Linked DNA regions of Zea mays: region 2 is linked to region 1. Evidence: chromatin contacts called from public Hi-C data. All regions are on one chromosome and are shown on one strand. The core of a region is the stretch at or near the end of the contact, and the rest is flanking DNA. Distances in the headings are between cores, read along the strand shown. Region 1 holds the start of LOC100282242. Region 2 holds the start of LOC100191226 (putative protein kinase superfamily protein).

Region 1 (4,101 bases), core at 1,496-3,995:
CTGCAACAAAGTTGTAGAGCTATATACCACCTATATTTCGACTATAGTGACTGAGCTCATTTGATCACTAGATCATGGTTGAATTCACACTCAAAGCTGACTTTGTTACACTGAATATCTGAATTTTAGAATGAAACCAGCCTGACAGCCAAGCTTTGAGCTTAATTATCTCTGGATTTTTCTTAACAACTGAGCTCACACTCATAAACAAAGTTGTTCTCCTTAGTTTGGTCTACAACTTTGATGTGGTGACCTAGGGCAAATTCTTACTAATTTGGAAGTTAATAAGCTCCAAAGTTGAGCTTACAACACTGAAATTCAGATTTAACATGAAATCTCAATTAGGGTCCTTTTTGCAAATGAGTCCAAAACTTAGGGTTTGGCTTGTAAATTCACATATTTGTGAACCAAAGGACTTAGTATGCCTTAATACTATAGTTTTTACACTTTAGTCCAAATATGCACTATTTTTGCATATAGGCCCCTAGGGTTTGGATTTAGGGTTTTCCAGGGTTCCAATTAGGGTTTTTGGTATCCCAGGGGTATAAATGTGATTCAAGTTTATTTTTGGGAATATTTCATGATTATTTCTCAAAAGTTTTTGGGTTTTCTCAATTTGGGTTATGTCTTACCCCTTTAATCCCTATTTAGGGTTAAGTTCCCTATCCAGGGTTCTATTTGCAAAATGCTATAACAACACAACTTGTTTGAAATTTTTTTACCTAGTGAATGCACTCTAGGTATATCAAACATATGCAATGCCAATGTTTATGATGCCATGCTCAAGTTTTAGTTACAGTAACACCAGGGGTGTTACAGCGCCTATCTGGGATCTAGTTACTTGCTGGTCGCCTGGTCTGGTCACTGGTGCCCCCTGCTGGCTACTTGGACATCTAAAATTGTGTTCTGTTTTTATTCTCCTCCCATTCTTGCCCTCAATCTAACCTGTCCGGTTGTCCGACTGTCTCTAGTACTCGGCTACTCCTTGGCTGCTCCTTGCTTGCTGGTCGCTCTGCTCGGCTGCTCCTCGGCTCCGTTCTGTCGTCTCTAGTGCTCTGGCTTGAAAAGGTGTGTTTAATCTCTCGCCCTTTAATTCTTGTAATCGTCTGGACAGTTAGATGTACGTTTAATTCCATTTTTGTTGCCTTGAACCTTATAGCCGTTGAGGTAGCCGGAGGCGACTGTTTATTGTAGTCGTCGAGCTCGTGGTCGCAGTGAAGGTCATGGACCTTGACGTGGCTGCAGAGGAGGAGTGTCGGCTTGAGGACCATAATGAGGCTGAGGATGCTAGGTTCTTCATTGGTTTGGGTGAGACCCATGTAGATCCTATTGAGATCGATATTATCGTCGGCTCTAGAATAGGGACTGGCACAGGCTCCACGAGCCCGCTAGAGTTAGTCCCTGATTCTGATGCTGGTGGTAGCAACTCAAACTCGAAGAAAAGATCCAAGTGCTGGAATGACTTTGATGAATTAACTAAGATTGTGAATGGTAAGAAAGTCAGGTATGTTGCTTGTTGCGATTTCTGTAAGCAAACGCTTACTGCTCGATCTACTTCTGGTACTGGACATTTGCTTCGGCATAATTCCCTGCTAAGAAAGCACATGAACGCTCTGGGCAAGTCTAATCTGTGCTTAAGTACAATGTTGATGGTACTTTGCAATGTTGGGAATACTCTACTTCTATTGCTAGGACTGAACTGTGTCATTTGATTGCTAGGGATGACCTTCCTTTATGACATGGCTCTACACTCAAGCTATCTCTACTGTTGCATCTACCTCTGAGTTGGCTTCCTACTTAGACAGTGATACTATCACTGAGTTTGATGAGGACTTCATGTCCTTTCTTGGTGGCATCAGCATAAGTTAACGTATCCTATTCTTTCACTACTAGCTAAAGATGCCTTGGCAGTGCCAACATCAACTATTTTCTCATAGTCTACCTTTAGTCTTGCTGGCAGGGTGATTGAAGAGTGTCGACGTCGTCTAGCTTCTGATATGGTAGAGATATTATCCTGCATCAAAGATTGAGAACTTGTTGATGCTCACCTGCAACACAGTGTGGAGGAAGACACACAAGAACTTGAAGCTGAGCGCGATAACCTATGGCTTGATGACCCAGCAACACAATCAGCTAGGGATGATGAAAATGCTTAGTCTTGTAACCTACTAGTCTTACGTCTTATGAGTTGTATTGAACTAATGATCTGTATACTATAATGGACTATAAAGAGCTTATAAACTTAGGAGTTGAGGTGCACTCTTTTTTCCTTTTTAGGATTTTCTCATGAGGTATGAGTTTTTACCTAAGAAGATTTTTAATGAGACGGCCATTACACTAACAGCTCCTAATAATCATTTCATATATGTGTTTGTGTAATATCCTGTGAACTAATTGTAATATCCTGTTATCATTTCATATTTGTATTAATCTGGTATTATCTTGTGAATTGACAAATGAATTCTGTTGTCTTAATATCTGTATATAATATGTTATTATGTCTAATGAATTTTGTTAAATATATGTATTTATGTTCTGCTCTAGTGTTGGTTCGGGTCAGTGGCTGGCCTGCTACGTTCAGGCCCACCGGACGGTCGGGTCGGCCCGATACTATTTATCTCTGTGCGTGCCGGGCTTAGGCATGTTCCTGGGCATGTAGGCCAGCACGATACGGCCTAGAGCATCATTGGGTCATGTCTAGCTTGACATTATTTATAGTTAGGCGAAACGGGTTTGGACCGGGTCTATGCCGGTGGCTGTTTGGACATCTGTTGACACACCCCACCCCGTTGCCAAGCGGCGCCAAACCAACGAGAGCACCCGGACCAGACGCCCAAGTCGATCGCCATGGCGATGAAGCCGGCGGCGGCGGCTCCCCCTACCCCGGCCGCGGCGCACAGCGTGTTCGTCTACGGCAGCCTGATGGCGGACGAGGTGGTCCGCACCATCCTCAAGCGCGTCCCGCCCGCCGCCCCGGCCCTCCTCCCAAACTAGTACGCCCGCTCGCCCCTCCATCCCTCCGCCTCCCCCCCGTCTTGGTGGTGGCCCTCGGTTCCCTGGGGGCGTCGCTTTCGTTTCCGTGTCGTCGTAGTTCGCTGTCGCAGTGCCGTGTGCACGCACGCTAACGAGAGGGATTTACGGTTTATATACTTATGTGCTTACTTCTGCAGTTCTGCTTGCAACCTGTAACTTCAGTTTTATTTGCTACGGTCATTTCTGTTTGTTTTGCAGCCACCGGTTCAACATCAAGGGCCGCATTTACCCGGCGATCCTGCCCGTTGAGAGCAAGAGAGTTGCTGGGAGGGTCTGTTGTTGATTACTCTTACTGTCACATGCTACGAGTGTTCGAGTCCAATCCTGATTTGCTTCTCTGTTTGCATTTATTTTACCACTACCTTAAATAACTGGTTCTGCAGGTTATCATGGGTGTTACTGATGAAGAGCTCCAGCTTCTTGACGCGTTTGAAGACGTGGAGTACACGAGGACAAGAGTTGAGATATCATTGGCTGTAAGTGCATCTGGCATTTTGGCCATTATTATATACAAGCAAATATTTCGGTGATTAGTGAAGCAAATGAAACTAACTACTCTAGTAGTGATCCAGTTGTTTCCATACTGCCTAACCGACATGATACAACATCATCAGTGTCGCTGTTTCTGCTCTAGAGCATCTCCATCAATACCTCAAACTGATATCTTAAATTGAAATATAGGGCCGCTCTACACAGTAAAAACTGAATATCTGGTACTTTCAACTTTATGATTGTATTCCAGGCAGAGCACAACATCCTTATGCATCCATTTCACATGTTAGGTGTAGCTGGTGTATTCGGCGGTTCCCTATTCAGTGCTATGCATGGTTCCTTGGTAACCTCTAGTTTGATCAGGGAAACCACTGAAAATGAGTCTGCTAATGAGGGTTACAAATTTGGTCAGGAAGAAGGCAAAGTATCCGATGCACATAGACTACTTATGCACATATGCACACATAAAATCCAGACCCTCCATCTAGAATCCAACGGCACCTGACTTTTGCAAAAAGAACCTCCCGCAACAGCTGCCAACGGTTGTTGCAAAAAGAACCTCCCGCAAAACCTGTT
Region 2 (4,186 bases), core at 562-3,061, 540 kb before region 1:
CAGCTTCAACAGGAGCCTTATTTTAATAAAATTCATCTAAACATTTTCGTGTTGGAAGGAAGCCGCCCCTCTCTATCCTCCCGTCAGTCCCCTCTCCATCTTCCTGCTTCAGCACTTGTGATGAAAGAACAAGCTGTTTCTGTGACAATGACAGATAATAATTGTCATGCCATCCACTTATTTGCATGAGAAAATCTCTTCAATGTCATCCAAACTTATATGAATATCTTCAATGCCATCAGAATTTATAGATTCCCTTCAATATCATCAAATTTAAATTTTAATCCCTTTAATGACATTACCGTTAGTTTGGAGCTAACGCCGTTAGTTCAATTTAAAGTCAATCTCTCCAGTGCCACTAAAATCTATACTGGTCCATTCAATACCACTAGAAATTGGTTCGATCTATTTGTGGTTTAAAAAATCCAGAATTAAGAAATATGGATCAAATTTTTAAAATTCCACGATTTTTAAAAACTTCAGTCCATACATATGCTTCGGCAACAGAAAGTAGAATGTTCAGATCATGGACAGACCAAGCTAACTTGAGAGTAGAAAATCATTTCATCCATTTGCATATACTTCAGCAGCAGAAAGTGAGGCAACACAAACTGATGTCTGTACTAAGTTTGGATTGATCCTTTCTTTGTCACGGTCTCTGAATCTCCGATCGAGCTGTTTTTGTGGCGGCGCTAGAGCAACAAGATTAGAAAATGCCGGCCATTGGGCGACTGGGGTGGGGGAACGACAAGCACAATGGATGGCGGCAAATGTAAAATAATAGAAAAGGCCCGGCGGTAGTTGCAACGAAATGAAGGTTTAAGGCTAAACATGGTTGGGAACGGGCCTTTAATTTGGACCCTAAACAAGTTGACTGCGTAGCTAATTTGAAATATAGGGGCGTAATTATAAGGCTAATGGTTGGAGTTGCTCTTACGCCCCGTTTGGATCACTGGAATTGAATTCCATTCTAATAATAGTAATTTAGGCATATATTAATTAAGCTAATTTGGTTTTATGCAAAATATATTTGTATACTATTATTAGCAAGATGTCGGAGATATTTATGTGCTACATTTTTACTATAGGTGAGTGAAACGAAGAATGTCATGTAAGTTATAGATTAGAAACCAATTCTAGTAATGCATAAAATCATTTCCCACCCTCCACCCCATGAATTTGAGATAGGCTTATATCTGAACTCTAGAAAGTGGTGGAATGTCAAATTCCAAACTAAATAAGTTACTTTATTGAGTGAATTCCAATTTCTCTAAAATGAAGGGATCCAAACGCCCCGTTAGAGAAATTTATTCAAGTGAAATTCATGGCTGGTAATGTGGTTTCTTGTGTCGACGGCACCAGGGGATAATAGTCCGGATAGACCTTCGACTACCTTGGAATTTGTACTAAAAACAATCTACTTCTCAGGTTGAAGTCCAAATAATCAGATCTATACAATTTATAACTTAATCTGATGAATCAAAATATCAAATGCATTGTGAGATATTTTGATTATTTTTTTGTTTAGGTGCCGAATTATGGAAATTCTGGAATTATATATTGTACATCCATTCTCGAATATTTATCGTCCGCTAGTTTATTTTTAAACTAAATAACGATAAATAAAAAAACGAAGAGAATATTACATGTCTAATTTTTTTTAATCCTCAGCTATCCAAATCCTGGGTCCGCGCTACTGAACGACACTACGATGCGTGCACGATGGTGGTTGGTACCTGGCCCAAGATTTCGTTTGGCTCTCATGTCTGTTTAGCTGTTGCATGCCAAATTAAGGCAAAGCAGGCAAAGGCGCGAGGCGGCGGGCTGGCCACCCAAAAGCTCGGGGCGCCCATGCTCCGACCATTGCTCCCGCCGCTAGCTCGTCTCCGGCCCCTGCCTATTCATTCGTCTCTCCCAGCAGCTCACCGTCGTGCCTCCTCCATCGGCATCCACCCGGCCGAGAGCACAACGTGTACCGTCTCTCCCCAGCGTGCGCGCGCGCGTGGTCGGAGGCTGCCGTCGCTCGCGTCGGCCGCCCCCGCCGGCCAGCGAGAGCGAGGGACAACGACCGACCGACCGACCAGCTCGAGGTGAATGAACAGCCGCATACCGTTCCTCCAGAAAATGCACCGCTGGATCATCCCTAGCTGCGGCGACACCCGCCAGCCGCGCCCTTCCTCCCGCCATCGAGGTATGCACCATGACCTCAAGGAGCTGGCGTCTGTAAAATGCTCGACGTATGTGATCTGTGCGTTCCCGATCGCGCGCGGCGCACGCGTGCAGATGCGTTCCCGAGGCCGGCGTCGGCGTCGGCGTCGGCGTCGGCGGCCCCGTCCCCTCAGAAGCTGAGGAAGGTGGGGTCGGAGGGGACGCTGGTGCTGTCCGTGCCCAAGGACGTAGAGGAGATCCGGACCATGTCGGCGTACGGCCGCCTCAAGCTCTTCACCTACCACGAGCTCAGGAAGGCCACCGGCAACTTCAACCCGGGGCAGATCGTCGGCGAGGGCGGCTTCGGCGTCGTGTACAGAGGGGTCATCGACGGCTCCGTGCGGAAGGGCTACCCGTCCACCGCGGTCGCCGTCAAGGTGCTCAACCCGCAGGGACTCCAGGGTGACAGGGAGTGGCTGGTATGGTCAGGGCTCTGGCACCGATCCATCCATCTCTGCGCGCGTGCAAGCGTCATGCATGTGTTCCGGCCATCCATCTCCAATCTCACCCCCGACCCGACGACGTGACGTCCATGGACGTGCTTGTGCGTGCGTGCAGACGGAGGTGAGCTACCTCGGACAGTACAGCCACCCGAACCTGGTGGAGCTCATCGGCTACTGCTGCGAGGACGACCACCGGCTGCTGGTGTACGAGTTCATGGCCAAGGGCAGCCTGGAGCACCACCTGTTCCGCCGCTCCTGCAGACTCTCGTGGACGACGCGGGTGGCCATCGCGCTCGACGTCGCCAGGGGCCTCGCCTTCCTCCACGGGCCCGACCGCCCCATCATCTACCGGGACTTCAAGAGCTCCAACATCTTGCTCGACGCGGTTTGTTCGTTTTTATTGCATGCGTTGGCGTACGATCGATCGTCAGTTCACATTCACCCCGGCCTGCCGGTGCCGGTGACCACCAATTATAAAGCACCAGACTCACCACCGTGCCTCTCTCGATCTGCCAGAAATTCAACGCCAAGCTGTCGGACTTCGGGCTCGCCAAGGAAGGGCCGATGGGCGGTGAGACGCACGTGTCCACCAGGGTCATGGGCACCTACGGCTACGCCGCGCCGGAGTACATAGCCACCGGTAGGTATCTCCGATCCTCCACCACCTCCTTCTTCTTCCCAGACGTAGATGAGATCACTGCCTGCCGGCGTCCGGCGCTCGCTGCTGCAACGATAGTATGCAATGCAGGGCACCTGACGGTGATGAGCGACGTGTACGGCTTCGGCGTGGTGCTGCTGGAGATGCTGGTGGGACGGCGCGCGCTGGAGCCGAGCCGGGCGGGAGGCCGCGACGGCAGCCTGGTGGACTGGGCGCGGCCCATCCTTATCCGGCCCAAAAAGTTGGAGCGGATCCTGGACCGGCGGATGGGCGAGGTCTGCTCGGAGATGGGCCTGCAGCGCGTGGCCCGCCTCGCGTACGACTGCCTCAGCCAGAACCCCAAGGTCCGGCCCTCCATGGCCAGGGTCGTCACCACGCTCGAGGCAGTCCTCGCCGCCGGTGCCGGTGCCGCCGACGCCGCGCCGCGGTGAGACCGGAGGTTGATGTAGGTAGTAGGGTCGGCATACGGATTAATTAGGTGCGTACGGGTATATGCTTGGGCGGAGGAGGCATGTTTAATTTGGTGTAATCATTTGATCGAATCGATTATTCATGGAGTTTAAATATATTAAAGTTGTAAAAGAATAGAAAAACAATTCTGCAGCTTTTCTCGGACGCTTTTGTACAGCGCCACCGGCGACCAAGTAGTATAGTAGAGAATGATTTTTTTAGACGATGAAAAGAAGTTACGTTTTAAACCTACTAGGTAGCATGCGTTGCGATGGCTCTGTTGACACCTTTTTAGGGCGTCAATCACTCAACACGAATTAGCGGTGGTGCTCTCTGCACAGAAGCGGATGGTCCGCAGCCTGGCGCGAGGCTAGGTTTTCCTGCCTGACGGCCGGACGGTCCGCGCGTGCGTAGGGGCGGCGGAAGA

Evidence for each region. Hi-C and Micro-C count contacts between places; a contact is called where the count stands out from the background.
Region 2: a Hi-C map of ear shows a contact between it and region 1, with 6 times the contacts expected there. The contact joins the promoter of LOC100191226 here to the promoter of LOC100282242 in region 1. A contact is called at or near these places in 3 of 25 Hi-C or Micro-C datasets (ear, root tip and tassel).

The regions. Positions count from the first base shown.
Region 1 is chr5:59,320,736-59,324,836 of Zm-B73-REFERENCE-NAM-5.0, reverse strand. LOC100282242 reads left to right here and starts at 2,745. Exons shown (of 5, transcript NM_001155154.1): 1 at 2,745-2,993; 2 at 3,232-3,304; 3 at 3,417-3,509. The coding sequence starts at 2,848.
Region 2 is chr5:59,862,478-59,866,663 of Zm-B73-REFERENCE-NAM-5.0, reverse strand. LOC100191226 (putative protein kinase superfamily protein) reads left to right here and starts at 1,811. Exons shown (of 1, transcript NM_001152528.1): 1 at 1,811-3,887. The coding sequence starts at 2,686. The coding sequence ends at 3,285.